Regions from separate parts of the Mus musculus genome. Here region 1 is linked to region 2. Evidence: chromatin contacts called from public HiChIP or PLAC-seq data. All regions are on one chromosome and are shown on one strand. Each heading gives the region's core, a stretch centred on a gene start, on an enhancer-like site or on the middle of the called end of the contact. The rest is flanking DNA. Distances are from core to core; before and after follow the strand shown. Region 1 overlaps Grin2b (glutamate receptor, ionotropic, NMDA2B (epsilon 2)). Region 2 overlaps Gm38911 (a long non-coding RNA gene).

The links. HiChIP or PLAC-seq counts read pairs in DNA pulled down with a chosen protein or histone mark.
Region 1: a contact with region 2 is called in an H3K27ac HiChIP or PLAC-seq map of trophoblast stem cells, with 10 times the contacts expected there. The contact joins two enhancer-like sites. A contact is called at or near these places in 1 of 115 datasets of contacts at active chromatin or transcription factors (trophoblast stem cells) and 1 of 9 other capture datasets (embryonic stem cells).

Annotation. Positions count from the first base shown.
Region 1 is chr6:136,127,752-136,133,037 of GRCm38.p6, reverse strand. All of the region lies in intron 3 of Grin2b (glutamate receptor, ionotropic, NMDA2B (epsilon 2)), which reads left to right. Among named protein-coding and RNA genes, the nearest start is that of Gm26653, 43 kb to the left of the region's middle. Within about 2 kb of position 2,362, at least 21 of the 459 cell types and tissues checked have an H3K27ac peak or open chromatin away from gene starts, as enhancers often do. A contact at or near this core is called in trophoblast stem cells, where this site is marked.
Region 2 is chr6:135,697,651-135,702,744 of GRCm38.p6, reverse strand. Gm38911 (a long non-coding RNA gene) reads right to left here. Exons shown (of 2, transcript XR_869507.2): 2 at 1,176-1,742. Among named protein-coding and RNA genes, the nearest start is that of Gm38911, 11 kb to the right of the region's middle. Within about 2 kb of position 1,619, at least 24 of the 459 cell types and tissues checked have an H3K27ac peak or open chromatin away from gene starts, as enhancers often do. A contact at or near this core is called in trophoblast stem cells, where this site is marked.

The DNA of each region.
Region 1 (5,286 bases), core at 1,113-3,612, 430 kb before region 2:
ACCTGACTCAGGTGAGGATAAGACAGGGCTGAAAGATTCAGGCTTAGACTTGTCTGGAAAGGCTGTTCCCATTGATTAGAGGGGCTCCGTGATGTGAGGAGGAGTTTTATGTTGATAGTGGGCATGAGCACCTCAAACACTGGAAACAACCCAGGCAAAGATACCTTGGCAAGAGTGGAGATTGTGTGTGGAGGGGTGCTGACAGAGGAGCCAGGAGTAGGGTAGAGGAGGTCACACTAACACATGGAGGACTTTGTGGGCCATGACAAGACTTGGAATTTTGAGTAGGGACATAGCATAGTCTGACTAGGTGATCCTTTCATATAATCAGATTCCCCCTTAAAGGCCCTTTGTTTTCATTTCTAGATGATTTGCATGGCAAGCCTGATTGGTTGATTCTAATTTAAAGAATGACCAGAGGAGGAAGGCTCAGCAGATAACAGCCTGGCCTTACAGCTCACACTGGCATCTGAATCCTATCCCACGTCTCTGGATTTCACAACTTTGGGTGAAATACTTACATTCTGAACACTTCTTTTTCCCCATATTTCAAAAAGTAGAGTGATAAGATGTACCCAAACTGGGCATGGAAGAGCCTAATTATATAACCTTAGGATTTGGAAGGTGGAGGTCTGGTAACCATCAGCTCTAAGCCACTGAGGATAGCTGAAAAGACCTTATCTCAAAAATAAAGAAACCCCATATAAATAAATAACTAGATACACATAAATAAAAATAAAATATTACACTGGCTTGTTTTATGTTAAATTGATACAAGCTAGAGTTATCTGAATGCAAGGAGCCTCAATTGAGAAAATGCCTCTGTGAGATCTAAGTGGAAGGCTTAATTACTGATTGATATGGGAGGTCCAAGCCCATGGTGGGTGATGTCATCCCTGGATTAGTGGTCCTGGGATCTATAGGAAAGCCTGCTGATCAAGCCAGGAGGAGCAAGCTAGTAAGCAGCACTCCCCCATGGCCTCTGTATCAGCTGCTGCCTCCAGGTCCCTGCCCTGTTTGAGTTCCTGCCCTGACTTCCTTTAGAGATGGACTATGATGTGGAAGTGTAAGCCAAATGAACCCTTTCCTCCCCAACTTGCTTTTGGTCATGGCGTTTCATCACAGCAATACTACCCTTACCTAGGACAAGTATCAAGTGAAAAATTGCCCTGTGAGTTCCAATCAGGTTGAAATGAGTCATCCCGATGTTCTGGTGGCCACTGTTCTGTCAGAGAGTGATAGAAAGTCAGGTGCCTCCCCACAGCACCCCTTCACCCTCATAATCTTACGCTACCTGCTACTAAGGTAGACGCTTTTCAGTGACATGTGATGGTAGGATCCCTGTAATGACCAGAGTAGTCAGGAGTGTGATGCTGATAGTGTGGGCTGAGCAAGGTGACTCTGACACTGGCTCTCAGCATGCTTTGTGATTTAGCCTTATAGGAAGACATATAATAGAACTGCGTTCAGTTGCCAGGGTTAATGCACTGGATAAATATTTGCTGAGGACGATAGTCCTTTCAAGTGCTTATAGTTTCTATGAAAGACACCATGTTATAAATTCTCACCAATTTCCTTTAATTTATATAAAATTGTGCCTGATCTTAATATTTTGAATGAAATGAAGAATGGAAACTAACTAACTTAGGCATATCAGGGCACAGTTAATTAATTTGCTTCATTTTTTTTTCTTTGCGTAATATTCTCATGTGTCTCTGTGTAAAGTGCTATTGGTATAGCCATTAAAAGTCATAAGATAATTACTTCCTATCGAATTGAGTTTGGACAAATTTTGACAGGAAGGTCTAGCTCTTAAATAAAAGAACAACCAACAAAACAAACGACTTCAACTCAGTTATGTGCCATTAGTTGTAAAAGCTGAGTTTTCAAGCATCAAGTACAAGGGCTGCAAGCTCTGTTTTATACGGTGGATGCGGATTGGGATTTTTTGTTTTTGTTCTTGTTTGTTTGTTATTTTGGAGACACAGATGAACTGTTACAGGCTGAGAGACAATGAAAGGTGAATCTGCAGGATGTTTTGATGTTTGGGACTATAGTTCTGACATCCATCCTGTCAACTTTTCCAGTAGGAAGTTCCAAGCTCTTTCCTCATCTGTTTACGTCCATCAGGGAAGACTGAGGGCAGAAGCGAGTGGGGGAGCACAAACGGGGGTGGGCAGGGAGGGGGCTTGCAAGGAGAAGATGGGGGAAGCTGTTTTTTCCCCCAACACTTTGTAGAAGATTGGATTAAAGACTGACCACCTCGGGGCTCACGAACTTGATTCAGTTATGACTCACACGTCTGAATGGATTTGACCTCTCGCCCAGGAGAGGGCAGTAACATGCTAGCGTTTCAGTTCCGCTACAGCCCTTACCAGAGGCTGTACTGTATGAGCTGGCAGGGAATTAGTCACAGCCGGCCTCACATTCTCACCTGGTCAGCATTCCATGTCGGCTTTAGTTCAGACTTCAGCTGTTGCAGTCTGCACACAAGACTCAGCAGGGATGGTTTAGGGACGCTAGTCCTTGACTCACAGCTGTCTTACAGGCTGGAAATCTGCAGCAACCTCCCTCTGCCCGTTTGTATTTTTGTGAATGCTGTATGCTGTGCCATGATGACTATCTCCTGGTGGGCAACCTGTAAGTATGGCTATGCCTCTTCATCTCAGCAACCGTCCTACCTATATTGTCGCCAAATATAAATGTGTCCCCAAGGGTTAATAGTCTTCAGCCTACTGAAGGGAGTTATACCTTAGACTTAGAAACAAAAATGCACACCTGGGCTGGAGAGATGGTTCAGTGCTTCAGAGCATGGACCATTCTTCCAGGAGGACAGGGGTTCGATTCCCAGTACCTGTTTCAGGTGGCTCCCAGATGCCTGTAATTGTAGGTGATCAAACACCGATAGCGTCCACACACACCTGTGTGCACACACATGTAATTAAACATTTTTAAAAGATCAAGCTGGCCATGGTGGCACACACATTTAACCTAACACTCAGGTGGCAGAGACATGGGGGATCTTTGTGATTTCGAAGCCAGTTTGGTCCACATAGTGTGTTCCATGACAGCCTAGGACTACCCAGAGAGGTCATGTGTTAAGGGAAATAAAGTTCACACCTAGATTCTTCCCAGCAGCAGATTTTGCAGCCTGCCCTAACCTGAAACTGAGCCTCTTAAGTGCAGGCAGTTTGTGCTTTTGACCAGGCCCAAGTGTAGGAAGGTGATGTGTCAAAAGCCACTAAAATAAGGGGAGGCGCTGACATAAGATAACCCCCATTATCTAGAAATACTGTTTGGATCTCATTCTTCCTAACTGCTGAGCTTAATTTGAGAATCACCTAGGGTGCCAATTCCCTGCTTGCCTCCCTTGCTTCTGCTTGCCCACTTTGATGTGTGTGTCTACTCTCCCTGGCGACAGTCCTACCCACAGTGGGGCAGCTGTAAAGAAAGGAATGCTTAGTAGAGGAAAACACGGGAAGTAGAGGGAAAGTGAGAGAGATGGTGGGCAGGACACAGGACCAGTGGAAGGTCAGAGGTTAATGATGTGGTGGCCAGCTAGGAGCAAGAGAATTAGTGTGATGTGGTCTGGAAGCTCTGCAAGGTATGGAGAGAGTCACTTCACTCGAGTTGGGGGCATAGAGGCTGCATAGAGATTAGGAATGGCTGTGCTGTGTGTGTGTGTGTGTGTGTGTGTGTGTGTGTGTGTGTGTGTGTGTGTGTGTAAGGGATGGGCTCTCTAGAGGGTAAAAGGGAAGGCTAGGAGAAAACCTATTCACACATCTGTCTGTGCCAAGAGAGCTGTTTGAAGGTGAGGAAGTTTCCCCATCGGCTTCTATAAATTGTAGTGATCTGAGGTAAATGCCATGACATCCGGTTGCATGGCTCTACCACTGTCCCTGAGGATTCTGTTGGGAAGATGCCATCCAGTTGTGAAGAGGTGAGCCATTCTGAATGGCTGACTCTCAATGACTGGGGTTCGCTTGTAACGGCGAGACTGTAAATATGTCAGGAACTGAGAAACTGACTGCTAGAAAACAGGCTTTTCCACCAAAGCTTGAGCCTGGCATGGAGACTGGGAATGGATGCTGAACCAAAGCTCGAGGGTTTCCTACCCAAACAGTAGATTCCCAGTTTCCACACTGAGGCTGCGGCCAGCCCGGAGGTCGTTAGACCCTTCCCGTGCTCATATTTTGTGTCCTCTTGTGTGGAGGATTAGGAACACACCATGGGTTTCTGAGCTTCCAAGGGCCTACAAGAGAATTCTAGAAATGAGACTTTTAGGTAGTTAAACTCTGTTGATGATCAATAAAGCAGAAAAGTAACAAGAATGGAATTGGCTGGCCATTAACAAATGCCTTCAGAGTAGATGGGGATTGGATAGTTACAGCCCACTGAAGTAGTTCTGTCATTTTAATGTTCTACTGTGGCAGGTAATTAATTCAATTCCTTCTTTCCCAAGTGGACATGAGGTGAATATGTTTGATATGGGGCCAGAAAGTTTAATTGCTTTTATATTTAAGAAGAATTAAATAATCATTGTTGAAGTAAAATTCACATAGAATGAAAGTCACATGCTTTTAGTGTACTGGTCAATGGTTTTTTGACAGGTAACCACTGTGGCCATCATTCTAATCAGAGCCTCTATATCTCCTCAGACAGTTCCCCTACTCAGGGCATACCCCTAGAGTAGTCCACACCCTCTGCATCCCTTCAGAGTGGTCCCCTGTATCCAGCTCACTCTTGAGCTCCTGGCCCAATGCAACTATCAGCGGTTCTGTATCCTCACAGTCAAGATAATTCTAGAATTTCATATAAATCAAATTATAGCACATACCATTAAAGTCTAGTTTTATCTTCCCCTTGGGAAAATGTTTGCAAGGCTTGTCCATTTTGCTGCATGCACTGTAGTGTGATCCTTGGTTATTGAATATCGACTTTATAAATATACCACGATGCTTATGACAGATGAATTGTTTCTAGTTTTAGATGCTACAAGTAATTCATTTTCAGATATTTTTCTGGAAATGTCTGGGAGTCGAATTGCTGGTTTATACAGCTGTCTGACAGAGTGTCTTCTGTTCTTCTGTTCATTCCTTGGTATTTTAAACGTTTTCCTGGTAAACAGAGTTTAATTGTTTTTTATCTACAGGACATCTGTCCTATAATTGGAAGATCGGTATAGTATAATTTAGCTTCTGATATATTTGGTTTGATGTCTATCGTCTTATTATGTGGATTTTTTTGTCTTGTGCTTTTAAAGCATGATTTTATTTACTTATTGAG
Region 2 (5,094 bases), core at 370-2,869:
GAGCTGAGTGGCTTTGCTAGACTACAGACTGTTCCCTTGCTATAGGCCTAAAGCAATGAAGCCAACCAGCTGTGGAGTAAGGCCTGTGAGACAGCACACCAGAACAAACCTTCCTTCCCTATAAGCTGATTTCTTCGGGTATTCCATCACAGCAACAGGTTGGTTAACACAAGGCTGGATCAGGTTTGACTTCCCCCATTTCCCATCTCAAGAATGTGACAGTTGCAAAGCTCAGCCAAATCGACCTCAGAAATATGCCTAAAATTCCCTGCAGTCTAGGTCAGGCCCTCCCTTACTCGGTCAGGAGCAACACAATGGCAACGAATGGTGTCCTGAAGGTTCTTCTTCCCCCTCAGAGTTCCAGGCCCATCTGTTCTTCAAATGTGCAAGGTGACCACACAGTAGAATTCTGGTTGTTGATACCTTAAGCCATCTGTGTCTTCTACTTTGTACCTGTGAATGGACGTGAACACCTTCGAAGCATCCTTGGTATTGCCAGGACTCCATTACCCCACCAAATGTCAACTTAAGAGTCACCTTCTCTTTCGAGCCTTTTCCAGTTGCCTCAATGATAGAAATCCTTTTTTGCCTTGACTTTTGGGACAACGGTTGCCCTTGTGGTGGAGTTGCCCATTCATGACTTCTTCCCTGAGTGGGTGAGCAGTGTGATCCAAAAACAGATATGTAGAAAATATAATAAAAGAGTATGGAGGTCAGGCTACTGTCTCACCTGACTGACCCTCTGGGTAAGATGAGTCTGACCTACAGCTCCACCCAAGGCCAACCCATAGATACTCTGCTCTGCCCCAGGTCCACACACTCAGCCTGCTCCTCCTTGCTTTTTATACATGTGCACGTGCGGACACACACACAAACTCATACTCATACGCACACACTCACACTCATATACACACACTCACACACTCATCCATACACATTCACACTCATATACACACACACTCACACTCATCCACACACTCAGCACACTCATCCACACATACACACACACACACACACACACACACACACACACACACACATACACACACACTCCAGGCCTCTCCCATCCTGAGAAATTCCTCCACCCCCAATCACAGACCCAGTTTTAATTGTAATCAGATCTCTTTTAATTACCATCATATGCACATCTCTGGAAAAAGTAGCCCACAGCCTACTTAGTGTAGTTAACGTTTATTGAGGATAATTAGGTGCCGTCCACTGAGCCAAGTGATTCACATTATGTTTCTGTGGCTTCCAGCTACACAGTGACACACAGACCGTTATCACAACAGTTGATGGACTGGTAAACTAAAACTTGCTTTGATTAAATAACTTCTCCAGGCCACACAAGAAAGAAGTGGCAGATTCAGAATTTGATCCCTTGTCATCTGTGACGTTTGTCTTATAAATGGGGAATATTTATCTTGTTTTCTTCACTGATTTATCCCCTAGGACTTAGACAAATGTTCAAGACAGAGTGGATGTTCAATCAATATTAGTTGAGTAAGTGAGACTGTCATGAGGGTTTCCCCTCAATCACGATACAGAACTGCCTAGTCAGCCCTCTTTTCTGCTGCTTCCTTTTCTGCAGTCTCTGGTCTGCCCCGCTGTGGCCTCCTGCTGTATTGGCGAGTCACGTCTGATGTATTTCCTGCCTCTTCTTCTGCGTTTCCTGTCCCCATCAGCTACATGTTCTGTTCCGGTTGCTCCAGTTTCTGTTCTCCTCCACCTTTTCCTACTTGCTGTCCAAACAACAGTGGTCAAAATAAACACAAAGATGTGACGTCAGACTCTTATTTCATACAGCCCTCCTCAAATTTGGGGCAGAGAGCGGCATTGCTAATCCATCCTAGAGATGAGGCATCACTAAGTAGTATTATGTCACTTTTAGGGAATGTTGAGAATTGGCAGTCTCGAAAAAGGGCTCTGAGTCCGCAAGCGCTCTCTGTTTACACTGATTGAACTGTCTGCTGGAGCTCATGATTGTAGATCTATACTAATAATCAGGTCTGAGCGATCATCCCAGATTCATCCTTGCTACACCCAGGCGTCTCTTGGTGATAACCAGCGTAGCTTTCTAAACTAACTCACTAGTGTTCTGTTTTATAAAAATATAAGGGAGAGAAGAAATATGTTTGGTGGAGGTGCAGTCAGGTGTGGGGGAAGGGGATGCCTCTGTGGGCCCTTGCTGAGCCATCCCTTTCCCCTGAGGGACCAGCCACATGAAGGTATAGTATAGAATAGAGTTTATTCAGGGCATGGGGAGGGGAATTAAGGGGGGGGGAAGGGGGAGGAGGAGGAGGAGGCAAGTAGCCCCTTTTACAGTGAGTCAAGCACACATGGGACTGTTGCTAGATAACTGCGGGGCGGAGCCTAGACTAAATGCCAACATCTAATAATGTAAACAATTTACTAGTCCATCTTCCCTCTCTCCTCACCTTCCTTGAGTTCATCTTGGCAAACTGCACTGACATCTGCCTGGATGCCACCGCAGCACAGGGTGCCACTGTTCATGCGGCCATCACTAGCTCCTGTTCTTTCTCCTGCTCACACACCCTCAACTCCAATTGGACTCCCAACTCCTGCACTTCACCACGCCTCCTAAGCAGGGGCGTGCCTTCTGAAACACTGGTGCCATTCAATGGGCGCAGAGCTTCGTGGTTCCTTGCCTCCTAAGCACAGAACACACTATCTGTCCCTGTCCCGTTTCTCAGCTTACATGTCTTTGTCCCTACATCGTCAGCACGAGCCCAGCCACACCTTGAGCAAGTCCCTTTCTTTCTTTTACTAGCGTTTGTCTCTCTTCCCCCCCGCCCCCCGCCTGCCATTTCCAGTCCTTTCCCCCTATAAAATCTTTATCACGCATCTGCTCTCCTTCTCTTGACCCATTCCCGTTAGACCTGGGTACAGCTTCGCTCTTTGTCCCCCTGTATAGCTGGGACAATTTTCCTTTAAGACAAAAATGACCCCAATTTCACACTGAAGACAGGGCCCGTCCTGAAAACTAAAAACGCTGATTGGTTTTTGCATCCAACCAATCTTGCCCAAATAACTGTGCGGGTAAATTAGTAACCTTGTGAGTAACTTCAGTTTCCACCTGTCAGGAAGATGCTTAGCCAGTGGGGCACACACGAGAGGAAATCTTTTGCTAGAAGAGGGATTTGCTCCAGAGACGGTTGACTTCTCTGAACTTAATTATATTTCTTTTTCAATTACAACTGTCTTAACTAATCCTTCAGCGATTCTGTAGTTACGTTACTTGTAACTCATGAGGGAATATGTCATTTAACTTAAGTTCAACACTGTGTAATTAAACACCAGCTCCAAGGCCTATTATTAGGATACTTCTTCTTTAAATGACTGTTACCTAAACTGGTGGCTTGGGAGAGCAGGAGAAACGTAGATCATGCATTCCTTGGCCAGGGCAGCACTTAGCAGCCTGTGACTCTCACTGGTTAAGCTGGGAAATCATTGTGTGGAATCCAATGGGCATTTGTACCGAAATCAAAGTCACATTAAATAGGAAATACCACAGGTTAAGTGCTTGTGAACGTCTCAATTCAGATGCATTGTCACATGGTTGTCTGAGGAGTATTTCTTATGATATATGTCACGGGAATTTTTAGAGAACACTGATTTAAGAGAATTTATTACATTTGAAATTGTTGACTGTGAATTGACTATGGGATTTGGGACCACTGTCCAACTTCTCTATTTAGTTTTCTGTTCTCCAAAGTGGAAATAATATCGACACTTACTGAGTGTCTGCTAGGATGCAGTTCAGACCGCTGCCCCAGCAATGATGCTCTCAGCAACCTTGCCTTTTCTCTAGAACTACAGCTACTGTCAACCCCGACTAAGAGACTCCAAGTAAGTTACCAGTGACTACATCCCCCTCCTACATACAGCTCCTTCCCCAAGGCCTGCTGATGACCTAGAGACAGACATCTTGGTTGCAGGCTTTTGTGAGACCCTGTGAGAAGCAATTCCTATTTTGTCTGGTGGGTGGGTCTTCTGTTCCCTTCAGAGACCCCTACCCACTCTCTTCCCCACCATACTTGTTTGTGACATTGGGACTTAACTCTTAAGAGTCTCTGCCATGTAATTGTTTATCTATCTGTCTGCCCATGGCATTAATAACTCTTCAAACAAACACAAAGGCCTTCAGTGTCTTCATGATTTAATGTGTTAAAACATTACAAGAAACTACAGTGACTTCATAGAGAAAGCATTATGTGGGGTTTATATTATTCTTATACTTTAATGTTATATATTCAGTCATATGTATCCAGTAGACGTTTATTGAGCTTTTACTACACAGCTCCTGTATTTAAGAGATTAGAGTCTTTATTTTTCCTGCTTCTACTGTCAGAAAGACTATCCCAAGATAGTTGTCAGGCTATGGCTCTTGCCCTTGAGCACTTAAAATTTAGCTAAGTGGCTAAGACACAAGAAGAAATGTCTCATTAAAGGGTAAACTATAATATATTTTATATGGAGGATATAAATATGGTCATGAGGGAGTCCAGAAAATAACTTCTGAATAAAGACATCAGAATGTGGGAAGAGGAGAAAGAGAGAAGGTCCCTTTGTGAGATAGCTTTAGGAAAGTATTGCATACATAAGAGAAGACATGAGGATTATGGGTAATGAGAGGATGCAGATAAAGGTGCAGCCATGGAAGTCCACAGAGGTTGTCACAGAAGCATAGTCTTCCATGATGACTCTAAGAGGTAAGGATGGGGACAGTGTTTTATGCCCTCGGCTCTGCCACCAATGAGAGCTACTATGGCTATTTCTCCTTTCCCTTGATTAATGACCTTGTATCGTACTTGATTTAGAAGTAAAACCAGTTAGCAGAAAATGACGAAGAACCACCCCGTGAAGACACTACACGTGACCTAGACAACAACTGTATGTGCAGAACTTTTCTAATAAAACCCTTGTGGGATGTGTGTGTCATCCTTGCATACAACATCCAGGGAAAGGCTTAGACACTTCCTTGCTGTCAATTTTCCTCAGTTTTAATTACATTTTTTTTTAAAAAATGAAGTAGAAACTAGCCACCCACTTATTTTCACCCCAAGATAAATG